2 separate regions of the Mus musculus genome follow, and region 2 is linked to region 1. The links are chromatin contacts, called in public Hi-C maps. All regions are on one chromosome and are shown on one strand. Each heading gives the region's core, a stretch centred on a gene start, on an enhancer-like site or on the middle of the called end of the contact. The rest is flanking DNA. Distances are from core to core; before and after follow the strand shown.

Region 1 (7,164 bases), core at 2,527-5,026:
GTGACAATACCACCCTTATCTTAGTCCCCAGGTATCTGGTAAACACCTACTGCATTCATTGGGTTTCCAGGCCCAGTGGTGAAGGAGAAACACCAGCTGGGACTACTAAGGCCCAGAGAAGAGCCCTTGGTCCCCACACATTAAGGTCCCCAGATGAAGAGAAGCGGAGCTGGGGGTTCAGTTTCCTAGACCTTCCCACGTAAGGTTGCAGCCCTAAGGAGCTCATAGGAACCTCTGAGAGAGGCCGATGAATAAGGGAGTCAGCTCCACACTCAGGCACAGACAAAGACACTATGGCTCAGAGAGAGAAGGTGACCTACTGGAAATCACACAGCCCGTTGGATGCAGAGCTAAGGGCAAAGTCAGGCACACTGACTGCCACACTGATGACCTACCCGATTCTCGGCTGAAATTCTCAGCCTTGCACCTTGCTCCTCTATGGAGGCCTTATGTCCCCATCTCTCCCAATCTCTGGGACCAGAGCTCAGGCTCTTGCCAAGAAGTTAGACATTAACAGTGGCTCCAAAGGGCACATTTGACCCCTAAATTATTTCTGTGAGGCTGATCTTTGCTAGCTGCCGATGCTCTCCTAGGAGTCAAATGTCTGCAAGGGTAAGAAATGGATTTTTCAACTTGAGCTCCAGGCCCGTGGCTTTGCTTTTTCATGTCTGCGCACATTGAGAAGGGACTTAGTTGCCAGGTTTCTCCACAGGCTGGATATCAAATCCCACAGTTTGCCCTTGTTTTTGGGCCTCCCCTTCCTTACTCTGTTTCAGGTCTGTGGCCAGGTGACTTCCTACCCCACAGCCCACAGTCCCAACCTGGTTTGCTTTTTTTGCCTTCCATCCTTCCTGGCACCCCTAGAAAACTGGACTCCACTAGGACTCAAGCAAAGAGACGATGGAAGAGAGGACCACACAGAGCCACTTACGGGCATTCCCTAGCAATGGGAAATCTCCCTTTGAAGGCTCAGAAATGGCATGGGACAAGACTGGGGCTCTGACACAGCAAGGGAGAGAGCTGTCTGATGGTCACAGCAATGCCCAGACCTGTTCTTAAACATGGGACCTGCAGGGATCGTTATTCAACTTGTCACAGCACCGTGTAAAGAGGGAAGTCACAGCCATTTTCTCCTCTGCTTTAGACTTTGCCTAATGCTTCTAAATTGCTATAAACAATAACAGCAGCAATAAAACTGGCCTCCCTGGAAGTCACTGGACACTCATTGTCCTTTAAGAAGACACAGGGGCCTAGTTCACTCCACACAGTCACTATCCAGAATTACCTATCACCAGAGCATTAGATATGTCCCTAGGAAGAGCAGTTAGTGGATGGGTCATAAGAAGAGGGACTAACTCTCCTCTCTATACTTATCCATAAACACCACACACACACACACACACACACACACACACACACACACACACACTCCACACCCATGCACACACACTCCTCATCTTTCTTGCACTCTCCCACAATGTTCTATAACAAGTTCAATGAGAAATGCACACTATAGCCCCCGAGTGACCCTTTTCCAAGCATAGCTTGCCTGCCAATCATCAGTGAAAGAGCTGGTTTTTGCACGATCTCCAAGTTCCCTAGATTCATATGTTCAAACTGATGAAACGCTCAGATTCTCAGCTGGTAGGCACTAAGCATGAGATTTAAGTTTGAATTTAACAAAACAGAGTCTTAGGCTTGGAGTACTGGGTTTGAAATCTGTGTGCAGGCGCTAAGGGCACGGTCAGGCTTGCTGACTGACAAGCTCATGGTGCCGCTTTCTGAACAAGTAGGCTCAATCCTCTATGCCTAGGATATAATTCTTACTTCTTGGACTATTATGACGACTACATGACTTAATATTTATAAAGCAACGAGACTAACACTGGGAAATGTGTACAGACCACACAAATATCACAGTCACCGACTCTCACTCCCCATTTCCTGGGCACACGCTGAATGTATCATGTAAGACAAGTCCCCCAACTCCCACTAGCCAGTAGGAACAAGAGGAAAAAAAAGTACCTTTTATCTTAAGAAACTGTGAACATGCCAAACAGGTCATTTCACACGGTTCTAAGAATGGCCTCAGAAAGAACCTTCATTGATTTCCATGTAAACTTGAAAAAAAAAATATCCACAGCCCAAATTTTTGAATTTGCTTAAGAGGCTTCATTTTTAACCCCTGTGAATTTAGATCAAGGCTCAGTACACAGGAATCCTTGGGAAAAGACCTCCATTGCTGCTTATCTATACAACCTCCAAGAGTCTCCCTAACTTCTTTGTAGAAGACTTTGGTCACCCCAAAAATAATCTCTGGCTCCAGCCCTTAGGTTCACTGAGACTCCCTTAGATTTGAAGACAACCTTTGAGTATGTGGAGAGGGGGGACATTTTAAACGCGTGGTGGTTTAACTCAAATGCTTTTCGAACAAGTAAAAGCAGTCGGCTTAATAACTGACGGAAAAATCAAAGCCAGTCAATTCGCACTGCTCCTCCCAACCACTTAGATCTTTTGAACGCAATCGCCTTTCCTGGCCACAGTTAACCCGGTGCTTCGGCTTGTGGTTCAGGAGGTCCATGTCAGCCCTGAGCGGTCCGGAGACCCAGGCATGGCAATTGGGGCTGCCGGGCGGCAGCGCCAGGCCCACTCACCTTCTCCAGCACCAGGGCTGAGGTGCTGGTACCCAGTGAGCGCGCGCGCTCCGGGACGCGCCGGCGAAGTGGCGCCTGTCCTTAGGCTGCGGGCCTGGCTGCGAAGCACCTAGCTCTTCCCGGGCTCTGTCCACCCCCGCGCAGCCCCAGATCGCCCCCAACTTTAGCCAGTAGGCACTGTAAACGCCTTCTGAAGACTTTCTGAAACTCCGCTTCTCCAGCCCGGTGGCAGGAGCGAGCCCAGTGAGAGAATGCGTTGCGCTCCGGGGGGCTGTGGCACCCCGGAGGATCGGCCGGACACTGGGGTGCGCGCACCATCGCCTCTCAGAGATGCTAAGTCGATGAAGGGCCGCGACTCGCGGGCCGCATCTATCTCCGGAATCTGAAGCTTTCTACGGAGGAAAACCGGCAGGAAAGAGCGCCTGAGACCGGGACAGGGCCGGCTCGGAGGGTGTCCAGCAGGGACAGGATCCCATCCAGAGCCTTAAGGGGGATGGCGCTTCGGCCCCAAAGATTGCAGCGATTCTTCGCGCAAAGCCGGTTCTTCGAGTGGGCGGACCCCCTCCTCCTCTGGCGCCGCAGCGGTTTCACCATCACCCATTCTTTTTCCACCAGAGTTGTCCCTCTGTCTCCGAAGCCCGGCTTTAGAGGTCCAGGTAGAGGACGTCAGGTTGAACCCCAACCTCCCGGGTGGCGCCGGGTTCCCCGATCCTCTCCTCCGGCACCCCTGCCCACGCCTGTCCCGCGCTCGTTCGGCCCGGAGCGCCTCTGATTACCCGGAGGTCGGTCCTCTCTTACCTTCACGAGCCGGAGCTGCGGGCGCTGTCCCATCCTCGGGCTCGCTCTGTCAGCGTCCTGGATGCCAGGATCGCTCCGACATCCCAGAGCGAAGAGCGGGCGGCTGCGGTCTCCGTTGGGCGGCCAGTCTCCCGGGTCGCTGAGCTGCTCCCAGGCGCCCGGCTTCGCACCCTCCCGCCCCGCCCCACCGGCAGGCTCTGGCTCGCCCTGCGCGAGCAAGTCTGGTCGCCTTCTCCCCACTCAGCTGGGCCCACAGCTACCTCTCTCCTGCCTGGATCCCGCCTAGCCCGGTCGCCTCCCCCACGGTCCGCCTGCCTCTCGCCTCTGCTCCCCGCCCCCTCGCCTCGTGTCCCCTCCTCTTTCTCCCTCCGCTCCCCTCCTGTCCCTCCTCCGCTCCTCGCCCCTCCGCTGGCTGCAGGCTCCGGTCTCCTCGGTCCACTGCCCAACCCCGGCCCGGATCCCCGCACCCTGGCCGTGCTGAACCCCCTCTCCCCGCACCCCGGCTTGCGGCAGTGCGCGGGGCGCACAGGCGGCGGCGGCTGCCACCGCAGCTAGGGAAAAACCGGGGATCCGGGAGGCGGCTGCTGGAGAGCAGGCAGCCTTTCTTCTCTAGCCTCCTGTGAGGCTGGATGTCCGGACCAAAAGAGTCCGGGGGATCCCGGGGTACTTGTGGGGCTCGGGGGGCGGGATTTAGAAGGCTAGTAGGCGCTGGGGAATAGGGCGATTTCCACAAAACTCAGCCTGCGTGGAAAAAGAAGCTGAGAACTACATTTGGGTGGTTCCCGCCCTGCAGCCATCCAGGAGGTTCACCTCCGCCCCCAATTTAGTGGGGAGGGGAGGCCGGGCCCGAATCCCCCTCCCGATCCGCGCGCCTTTGGCCTAAACACACCTAGGATGTGCTGGGACACTGATGCTCTGCGGCGGGAACCCTTCCTTTTTGAATCCTTCGTTCGTTCGTTCACTCATTCATTCATTCGTTTTTGGAACTGAACGTCTGTCTTTTTGGTCCAGGCCCCAAGATAAGTGGTGACAGCGGACTGGGCACCTAGTCTGTAAGGAGGGGAAAGCAGGGCGCGCATTGCGCCGCAACGCTGTGGACGCAGCTGGGAATCCAGCCCGAAGGGCGTGGAGGGGGCCACAGCGCCCCCTCTTGGCCAAGCTCTCGGGGCTGGAGCGGGCTGTCCCGCCAGACCTCCGGGTCTTCGTCTAGGTTGGCTTTCTAATTCCACTTCCAGCCTTAAAACCAGCTCTCGCCACCTTCAGGCCAGTTAGGTGGATTGTTCTTTTGATTTCCTTCCCCCATCCCCCTTTCCTTCCCCAGCGAGAGATAGAGAAGGAGAAAAGGAGTGTCGGGGTAGAAACATCTTCACCTCTCAGGTCCGGGTCTCCATCTTGAGTACACAGAAGCACAAAGAGAGAGGCAAGGTCCTAGTGGGGGAACCAGCTTATTTTAAAATGTAGCGGAGCTTGGCGACTCTGGACACTACTTTGTGCAACTCCCCTTCCTTACATTGTGTTCTCAGCACACTGGACAAGATCCACAGCTTAGAGGCCCAGGCAATAGTCATTTTGGAGCTGGAGTTGCTGTAGGTCATGTGACAGTTTACTAGTGAGGAAACTGAGGCACAGGGGAGCGTGGATTGTCCAAATCCCCACAGTTGGCACCCTCCTTCCTAATTCCCAACTCAGTGTCCCTGGCGGTCTTGGCTCGGATGGGGTAGGGGTGCAGAGTCGGGCGGATCATTGATTAAACCCACTGGTCACATTGGCTTAGCCATTGTGCATGCACAGTTCAGTGAAGCAAAGTCCTGAAGTCTTCAGTTCAAAGCAGTGACTCACATCAGTCAGCCCCAGAGAGATGGATGTCTGGACATACTAACCAGACTGCCGACTTAGAGTACCCGCTGTTACCAGCAAAAGGGAAATGCAGAGTGACCAGGTAGCCTACTAGTCAGGCAGATGGGGCTGGAGTCTAGGCTCTTCCAGGTTCAAACTGAAGAGCTCTAGAAAATGATTTAGCGGGGGCCTCAATATTCGTGCTTATTAAACAGACACAGGAAGGCGCACCTCCTAGGGTTGTTCGTGAGGAAGTGCTTGGCGTAGTGTCTGATATGTAGTTCCTCTCATGGTCATCATCAAGATAGAGTGGGCCCGGTGTTCTTCCAGGAAATCCTTGGCAGGAAATAAATTCTTGAGAAGGGCCCTGGAACCCTGGACTGAGGGATGGGAGGAGGGAGGGGAGGGGAGGCTAGCTGGTCCCCAGGGCCAAATCTCAGTCCTGGCCTTGGAGCACAGTCCCTGGAGGAAGGACAGCCCCAGGGCTGCCCTTCTCTGGATTCTGATTCCTGGGGCTCAGTAAGCAGCAGATTTTGGCTCTGAGCTCACCCTCCTCCCCTTGACATGATCTTTAAATATGCTAATGCCATCAGTTCACAGAAATCGCCTCTGGTTCTTCTGGCTCTGAGCCTCCTCCCTGAAGTGTCTCCAGCCAGTCCAGCTGTGTCCAACACAGTCACCCTGGTTGTGTTAATTCCCTGACCTAACTAACCTCTGTCAGGACCCCAGGCTGAAGCCGGGGCTTGGGTTTCATGCCAGGATCCAACTTGTTCTGAGAGCCACAGTTCAATAGTTCACAGTATCCCCTTGTATTTGTCTGGAAACTGCAAACCTTTTACTTTCCAAAGCTTGGCTCTGCTCTGCTCTGTAGCAGCTCTATGTCTGCCATCATCCCGTCCCCACAGCCTGATGTTCAGGGCATGTCCTACAGTCTCACCACACTCTTCCCAGAGGAGCCTTCTTTCCCCAGATGGAGACTTCCCACACTCTCTTTCTATCCCCCCCACCCTCCTTGCCCTCTGTTCAGTCTAGGTCCAAGCAGGAATCAGCTTTCTCTCCAGTAACACTTCCAAAGAAAGGAGCAGCATACGTAACCCAAACAGTCTTCTAGATATCAGATAGATGTAAAGTCGGTGTGTGTGTGTGTGTGTGTGTGTGTGTGTGTGTGTGTGTGTGTGACACTCCTCTCAGATTACCTGTGACTAAGAACCAGGCCTAATATTTATTGCAGCAGGGTCTCAGTAGCCCAGGCTCTCCTGGAATTTCCCTCTCTATCCCAGACTGACCTCTAACTCATGACAATTTTCTTTCTTCAATCTCCCAAGTGCTGAAATTACAGGCACGCTCCATCAAACCTAGCTATTTTTAATGTTCTAATTGGTCACAGGTGACGCTATTGCAAATACAATGGGAATAAGTGACTAGGAAGTGAAATTAAAAATAAAAATAAAGGCACAATTAAAGCCCGAGAGGATCCAGTAGACCCACACAACTCTACCAGGTTGCTTTGACATGCTTGGATGCTTATTCTCTGTTTTCCGCTAAGCTTGTCACACCTTGGCAACACAGTTGGCAGACCCACATCAGTGTATAGATCATACTTGCCGTAGCCCCAGTCTCAAGGATGGAGCCAGGGAAGTAGCCTTGCAGAGAGAGCTGTCTTTAAAAATCCCAGGGACACTGGGAGACAGTGTTAGTTATTCCACTTAATCAACAAACATTTAATGAGCAGCAACTATATGCCAGTCACCGTGGGATGCCAACGCTAATAATGATTAATGTGCCAGGGTCCTAGTCCTCAAGGTGTTCACAGCTTGGAGTGGGATACAGACACTCGAATAAATTATTAAAAGCTAGCAAAATTGGGTCAACAATA
Region 2 (7,164 bases), core at 1,234-3,733, 39 kb before region 1:
GCAAGAACAGGGACGCTCTCAAGGTTCCCTGAGACATATCATGGGAACCTGGGAAGAGGGAGGAAAGCCAGCCCACGGCAGAAGAGATATGATGGAGACAGTCCTTAGTCTCGGTATTTTGAGCCCAGCCCTGGCCTTAGGTCCTTACCTCACTGTTCAGAAAACAATAGAACACAGACACGAAGAAGCCCTGAAAGGAAGAAAGAAGTCAGAGGTAAGTGGGGTCCAACCAGCCCAGATTGCTCAGCCCTGCCTCCCCCAGTCCCCCAGGACTCTGCCAGAGCAATCCCCACCCATGAGTGCAAATCTGGCCCCCAGGCTGGAGAAGCTCTGGAGGGATGGAGGTACCTGAAAGGACTCCAGGAAAGAGTTGAAGTAGATGAAGACAACCCTGGAGACCTCGTCCTCCCCAGGGTTGACGAAGAACAACATGTAGGTGATGCCCAGGAGGGGCAAGAGCACCAGAGTGGCCTTCACAGCCTTCCTAGGGTGGAACAGAGGCTGGAGTCACAGGCTACCTGGGAGGGATGGGGCTGCTAGCTTGAGGGGAGAGTGACGGGTTTGGGAGACCGTCTTAGGCACTGGGCAAGGTGGAGCTGCAGTTTCTGGGTTGACTGGCTGGCTTGGAAGAGATCTGGTTCAAAGGAGCCACTGGAATCTCTGAAGCATCCCCGGGGAGCCAGGTACCTGTACTGAATAGTCTCAGATGTGGTGGATGCTCGGAGTTTGGTCATGAGGATGCGGACAATGTTGAAGAGAAAGATAAAGTTGATCTGCAATTGGAGCACACCAGAAGGAGTGAGGATGGGTGGCAGGGGCTGGGGTGGGTAGCAGGGACAAATGCAGGAAATGGAGGTGGGTGGGGTGGATGGGACCGGCTTTCCTCGGCTCTCTCAGCTCTGCTCTTGGTATTTCTGCTGCACTCGCTCATACAAACACACACACACACACACACACACACACACACACACACACACACACACACAGGCACGCACGTACTCCCTCTTCCTCCCTCCTTCTCTCAATACTGTCCATGGTAGACAGACTGTCCCACCCCATGGTGGCCTGTCTCCTGCTACCTCCTGAGGCTCTTACCAGCAGGACCAGGATCATGGGGCCCTGGTAGATGTAGTCAGTATATACTCCAGGACGTTTGCCAAACCAGCACCTAGAAGACCACAGAGGAAAGGGAAGAGAGGGATTAGTCCTTTCAGTGGTGTAGTGCTTGAACATAGGGCAGGGTCATTGACAGTGGTCAGGAAAGGGCACCCCAATTTCCAAGAAAGCCAGTCCAACTGACTCTCCTTCAATGCCTCAGTGAACCCGTCTGCAAAGTGGGTGGTACCCTCTGATGTAGGATGCGAAGCTGGAGCAAACTCTGTGGAGGGAGGGGCCATGAAGGCCCCTGATTGTGACAGCCACCATCCTCATCTACGCAGTTGTGGCTGCTTGTAAGGACCCCTCAAGATGGGACTGATTGTTGATATTCCTCCCACAGAAAGGAGAAGTAGAGTGGGAGGGTTAGTGGGCCCTTGCCTGAGATTCCAGCCATGTCTGCCTACACCTCTAGGTGCCCACTGCACATAGCTTCATGGTCTTAGGAGATGCTCGAGTTTGTAGAGTTAACTGGAGGTTAACTCTATGGAGGTTAAGTGCATTCATATCATAGGGAAGTCTTTATCCATGCTGTGGGGAGACTTTCTAGTGGTGCGGCTACTTTGAGGTCACCTATGCGCCTGTAAATAGCTCCTTACCCTGGCCCTGTAAACATCCCCTGAAGTTCATTGTTTCCTCAGCTGGACTTAGGTGAATTGCACCTGAGTTTGTGGTTGGGTCCCTGGCAGGCAGGGGTAGCTTGCTTGTTTGCGTTTCCCAGGGAAAGAATTCTCCAAACAGCAATCCAGAAACAGCCTGAAGCCTGACACTGCAACTGCATTCTCTGGTGTCCACCAAGAGACTCTGGCAGTGGCCATGGCTGAGCGATGCTCACTGCCCTGTCACACAGCAGTTTCTGCGGGACTCTGGGAGTGCAGCCCATGCAGGGAAAGGTTTCACAGCTAGCACCTATTGCAAGATGTCAGCCTGTTCTGCATTCTCCTGAACTGCCCTTTACTCGGCAAGCTCCTGGGAGTAGGCAGGGACAGGGCGAATCGGAAGTCCCGTGTCCTTATGGGCATATGGGATTGCAATGGATGCTGTAAACCAGAATGTGAAGTTAGCATATGTGACCCCCTGGCTGAAACGTCAAGTTTTTTTTGTTTTTGTTTTTGTTTTCTTAACACCACTCAGGTCATATGCCACTGTTTGTGGACTCCAGACTGGGACCCCGGGGCCTCGCTGCTCATCTTCCCCCACTTCTGCTGCAGTGTCAGCATTTGTCCACCAGATGGAGCTTCAGAGCTGCTCACACCTAACCTTACAGCATCCTTCCTGCTCCAGGGTGGGAGCAGGCTCCTTTCTGGGTTTTCCTTCGCTGCCTGTCTCTTGCCTTCTTCCGCCTCTCCCTCCTTCCCAGTCTCTTCTATTCAAAATTTCATATCCTACAAAGCACAGGCATCCCCATCCAGGCATTCCCAAGAAGATACCACCCCCACCCCGCGCCCACACCCTTCCCCGGGATACCGCACCCACTGTCAGTGAACTGGCTCCCTGCAGCCTGCCGCCTACCCTGCTTTGGCACAAACACCCCAGCCTGAGGCAGAAGGAACAACGTTCACAAATATGGATGATACTCCCCCGGGCTTCTTGTGCAGCCCAGTGAGGGGAAAGGAGCGTCTGTCAGTGTGAACCCCCAGTCAGCTAGCTGGGAGCTGGGGATGCTTAAGTGTGACCCAGCTCCTCCCACCTTCTCAGTCTTTCTGCGAAGTTCTCAATCTTGGCTTTACACAGTAACCACCCTGTTACCCAGGCCACACCTCAGTCTGGTAGCATGGAGCCCTGAGGTATAGAACTTTCTAGAGCTTCCCATATGATCCTTGTGAGGGATAGCCAGAAAGTCCCCCATGTGCAAGGCTTCAGGTTGTGCTGGAAAAGGCTTTGAAACCACTTGAACCAGGTTTTTTTTTTTTTTTTTTTTTTTGTAAAGCATACCTTGATGTTAATAAACATTTATGCAGCACTTACTGGGTGGCAGATGCTATTCTTCGTGCTTAGTAGGCACTGATGCCCTTCATCCCCACTACAGCCTTGAGGTGGCAAATAAAATGAAGATGCCCATTTCATGGATGAGGAAACTGAGGCCTGCTGTGACAATGAGCTCCAAGGTCACACATAGCTACTTGGTGATGGCAACAATTCAGAACCTGGGCTGTGTGACTTTGGGTATTGCTCTCCTTAAAACTCCAGACAGATAACAGGCTAGGTCCTTGGCTGTCTAGTGCCACCTCCCCGGCAGAGCACTGGAAAGGATCCTAGAATTGAGGCCAGTGCTCTGTGCCTTTGTTGAGGAAGAAGCCACTGTCTTTATAGGAGAGACAATGGCCGAAGTTCCCTAAGGCGTGTACGTAGAGCTAGGCTCTGACCTTGCAGAGTGACTTACTTTTCATTGTCGTAGTAAAGTTTCCCAATGGCCCAAGCCACAATGATGGGGAAAGGCACACCTGAGGGAGAGAGCGACTGTCACTGGAGGACCCCAGGGCAGTCAGGGGCCGACGGTAGAGCAAGGATTCATGGGAGCTGAGCTCTGATGCTTCATGGCAACCCCACTACTCTCATCCCTAAGAAGGGTGCACACCCCACCCTCTTGACCCCGCTGGCCCACATCCTCAGTGAGGAGAGGCGGGGACAGGGCCGGCCCAGCTCACCCCAGCCGATGCAGACGAACATCCACTTGCGCAGACGGTCGGTGGAGTACGTGAGTACGATGGCTGTGTGCAGGTAGCAGCCCTCACCGAACATCCAGAAGAAGTTGGTTACGTGGAAGTAGTTGTAGGCGGCTGTCACCAGCCTGCACCAGGCCTGCCCCGACCAGAGATGCCATGAGCGTGGGGGTGTCCAGAGACCCTTAGTGTCCAACCTCGGGCTCCTCGGGGTCCTGTTCCTGTTCTGTGGATACCCAGGCCCGACCCTCCTACACGGTAGCCCTAATCTAGCTCGGCCTCTTCTGCTTCCCTAGCTGGGACGTACCACGTTGCTCTGGTGGACCTCGGGGCTCACGGTGAGCTGGACCACAAACCACGTGGCGTTGCGCAGGATGAAAGCCGAGATGAGGTTCCAGTGGATGATGTTCCTCAGGCACCGGATGCTCCTGGGGCAGCGGGAGAGGGCAGGTGGCCATAGCAACAGGAGGAGAGAGAGCACGAGGGCGGGGTGTGAGCACTGAGCATCGCTCCAGCCCAGGTGCAAGAATGGAGGGATTGAAGCTTGAGTGAGTGGGGCCGACGGGTTAGCCTGAACTCCACTGGTCCCTTCCTATCTGGGACCACCAAGACATCCGCTCCTGGAAGAGCCTGGTGTGGTCAGGGAGTCCCCCTCATTCCCCACACCCCAGGATTGAATGCTTACAAACAGGAGGAACCTCCAACAGTCAACCCTGTCTTGACTTTCAGTTTCCAGTGCTACCCACTCAAAACTTTTTCCTATCACATTTGACCTTGTGACAGGGATGACCCTCAATGAAACCCTCACCTCCAGGGGTCCCCCTGCCTTATGACCAGCTTTAGGTATTGGTAACACAGGTGAGCCTGGGCTTTGTTTCTCCCTACCCTACGTCTCCCAGAGGCTGCTGGGAGAAAGGACAGGCATGGCTCTGCCGAGGTCCTAAGAGACCTGAGCTTCACATAGTGATACTCTTCTATTCAAATGAGAGGCCGGTTACCTCCTGGTCAGCGCCCCCATCCCATAGCTATGCCTGGATCTTACCCACCTCCCCGAGTACGCTCAAGGGCCCAGGGGTGGCAGTGCCCGTGTCTTCTCACCTGAGCCGCAGGAAGAGGACAAAGGCCACCAGGAGGGCCACCAGGGAGATGCAGTGGCCCAGGTAGTTGATGATGACGGCAATGTGGTAGTGCACTTTGCTCTTCTTCTGAGGCAGAAGAGAGGGCAGAGGTGAGCCTCCTGCACAGCCGCACCTCTGTACCCATTGAACTAAAGAGCTCTGAGAGGACAGCACCAGGGAGGGGGGCTGCAGGAGAGTGGGCAACAGTAACAGGGTTTGCCCCGCTCCAGAGTGGCTCTGTGAGCCACGCACTACCTTGGAGTAACAGCATCCACTTGGGCCAGTCTCTGAATCCGGTCTGTCTTGTGTTATAGACAGATATGAACTGAAGCTGTGTCTATGTCATACGGTGCTCCCGTGTCACATTAACACTGTACACACCCACACATGTACCCTAGTGCCCACAGATACCCGTGTCTCGTTCTGTCCTGACACCACAGGCTCCGGTGGGTGCAGAGACCCCAGCCTTCCAGGATTGCATTTCTCACTCCTGAAGGTTCCCATCTTCCTGGTCACACCCGAGTCCGGCTGAGTGAGAACCTGGGTTTGGATTCCTGACATCCTTGTGAACTCTGGGTGTGGCTGAGGGGGATCTGTAACCTCAACACAGAGCATCAGATATAGGTGGATCCCTGGATCCCTGGCCTGTCAGCCCAGCGACACTGTCAGCTCTAGGGATTAGTGAAGAGATCCCGGTCTTAACAAACGAGGTGGAAAACCATTAAAGAAAACACCCTACATCCACCTCTGACCTCCACAGGCACACACAGATGTGTGTTGTCCACGTGCATATATGAACACATGCATGTACCACACACATACCCCTGAAAGAAGAAAACACCAATTCCTCATTCTCAAAACATTTCCCTCATCCCAGGCCCAGGGGCTGCCCCAAGTGAACAGTGCCCCCCCCCCCCCCGTTTCTTCCCTCCGCCCTGCCTTCTCCGTATGCTAACCCTCCTCTTTCTGAATTGAACTCAGGGTCTTGAACAGGCTAGGCAAGTGCTCTGCCTACTGTGAACTACATCCTCAGCCATTCCTAATGAAAAGCATTTTAATTACATTTATTTATTCAATGTGTATATATGTAGGAGCATGAGTATAGATAGCCATGTGTGTCAAGGCGCATGTATGAAGGTTAGGGACAACTCGCACAAGCCAGGTCTCTCCGTCCACCAGGCGATCCTTGGGATTAAACTCAGTTTGTTGCACTCGGTAGCAATCACCTTTACCCACTGAGCCATCTCTCTGGCCCTTAACTTTCTTAATTATTCAATTATGAATATGTGACGGGAGCTACTGGCATGAGTGTAAAAGCCTTCCCACTTAAGAGTTTTCCTCATCTTAAAGCTTCAAAGCGGCCCTGTGGGAAAAGCTGGGAAAGCATTTGTAACTTCCTTTGCAGAAAAAGAAGCCCAGAGGTTTGTTGACTTTCTCAGGATTGCTAAGTTCAGCACCTCTTACCTTCACATGAAGCTTGGTAAGGTATATTGATGCTACAAATGGGTCCTTACTCCATAGGGGACCAGTCAGGACCCCAGTGCTCAGATCTTAGCAGATTCCCAATACAGGACTCTCATTCACCCTTTCCTGGACCCCAGAAGGCAGGACATCACACTAGCAGTTTATGCTGCTGGAGCCCTGGGACCCCCGGATGGTGAATAGAGACAGGTCAGGGAGGCAGGGGGGGGGGGCATCTATTCTGACCTGCAAACACTGAGGGGCTCTAAGGGCCTACAGCAGATGCCAGGATCCTACCAGAGGCTCCAGACAGACATGCTCAGTGCAAAGCCTGTCTGGAATCAACACTTGATTTCTTTTTATTAAATTTTCTACTCTTCCATGCTGAGAAGCCCCTGGGTAATAACGGCATCTGTGGAACTGAGCGGCTGCCGTGCCCCTGCTTTCTCTTCAGGTCTAGGAGGGGATTGGGGGGGGGGGAGGAGCTCTTCTGCCCCATCCTCTACCCTGGCTCCTCTGTTTGTCAGAGTGAAGCTGGATAGTTTTGAGAGGACCTACTGTGTGCTGGGTCCCACACCATCGTCCTCAGTGAAGTCCCTGAGGCTGGTCCTCACAACCTTGTTTTCTGGTTGGGAAGGCTCCACAATTGATCCAAGCTGTATGGTCAGCAATCAGAACCTGGGCCAGCCTGGCTTCTAGGATTCTCTTTTCCTTCCAACCATAGGGCATTTTGAGGGGGACAAGCAGGGATTGGGGGATAGGCACTC

Evidence for each region. Hi-C and Micro-C count contacts between places; a contact is called where the count stands out from the background.
Region 2: a contact with region 1 is called in a Hi-C map of brain, with 5 times the contacts expected there. The contact joins the enhancer-like site here to the promoter of Crhr1 in region 1. A contact is called at or near these places in 7 of 39 promoter capture datasets (cranial neural crest, embryonic stem cells, epiblast stem cells and 3 more), 25 of 484 Hi-C or Micro-C datasets (the N1E-115 cell line, brain, cerebellar granule neurons and 12 more), 12 of 115 datasets of contacts at active chromatin or transcription factors (SST interneurons, embryonic hindbrain, embryonic midbrain and 5 more) and 4 of 9 other capture datasets (adipose tissue, embryonic stem cells, liver and 1 more).

The regions. Positions count from the first base shown.
Region 1 is chr11:104,129,393-104,136,556 of GRCm38.p6, reverse strand. Crhr1 (corticotropin releasing hormone receptor 1) reads right to left here and starts at 3,776. Exons shown (of 13, transcript NM_007762.5): 1 at 3,453-3,776. The coding sequence starts at 3,485.
Region 2 is chr11:104,166,915-104,174,078 of GRCm38.p6, reverse strand. It overlaps Crhr1 (corticotropin releasing hormone receptor 1), which reads right to left. Exons shown (of 13, transcript NM_007762.5): 5 at 4,917-5,023; 6 at 4,126-4,246; 7 at 3,804-3,957; 8 at 3,539-3,599; 9 at 1,096-1,168; 10 at 688-773; 11 at 349-484; 12 at 149-190. Among named protein-coding and RNA genes, the nearest start is that of Gm35469, 12 kb to the right of the region's middle. Within about 2 kb of position 2,483, at least 23 of the 459 cell types and tissues checked have an H3K27ac peak or open chromatin away from gene starts, as enhancers often do. A contact at or near this core is called in the N1E-115 cell line, brain, cerebral cortex and 2 more, where this site is marked.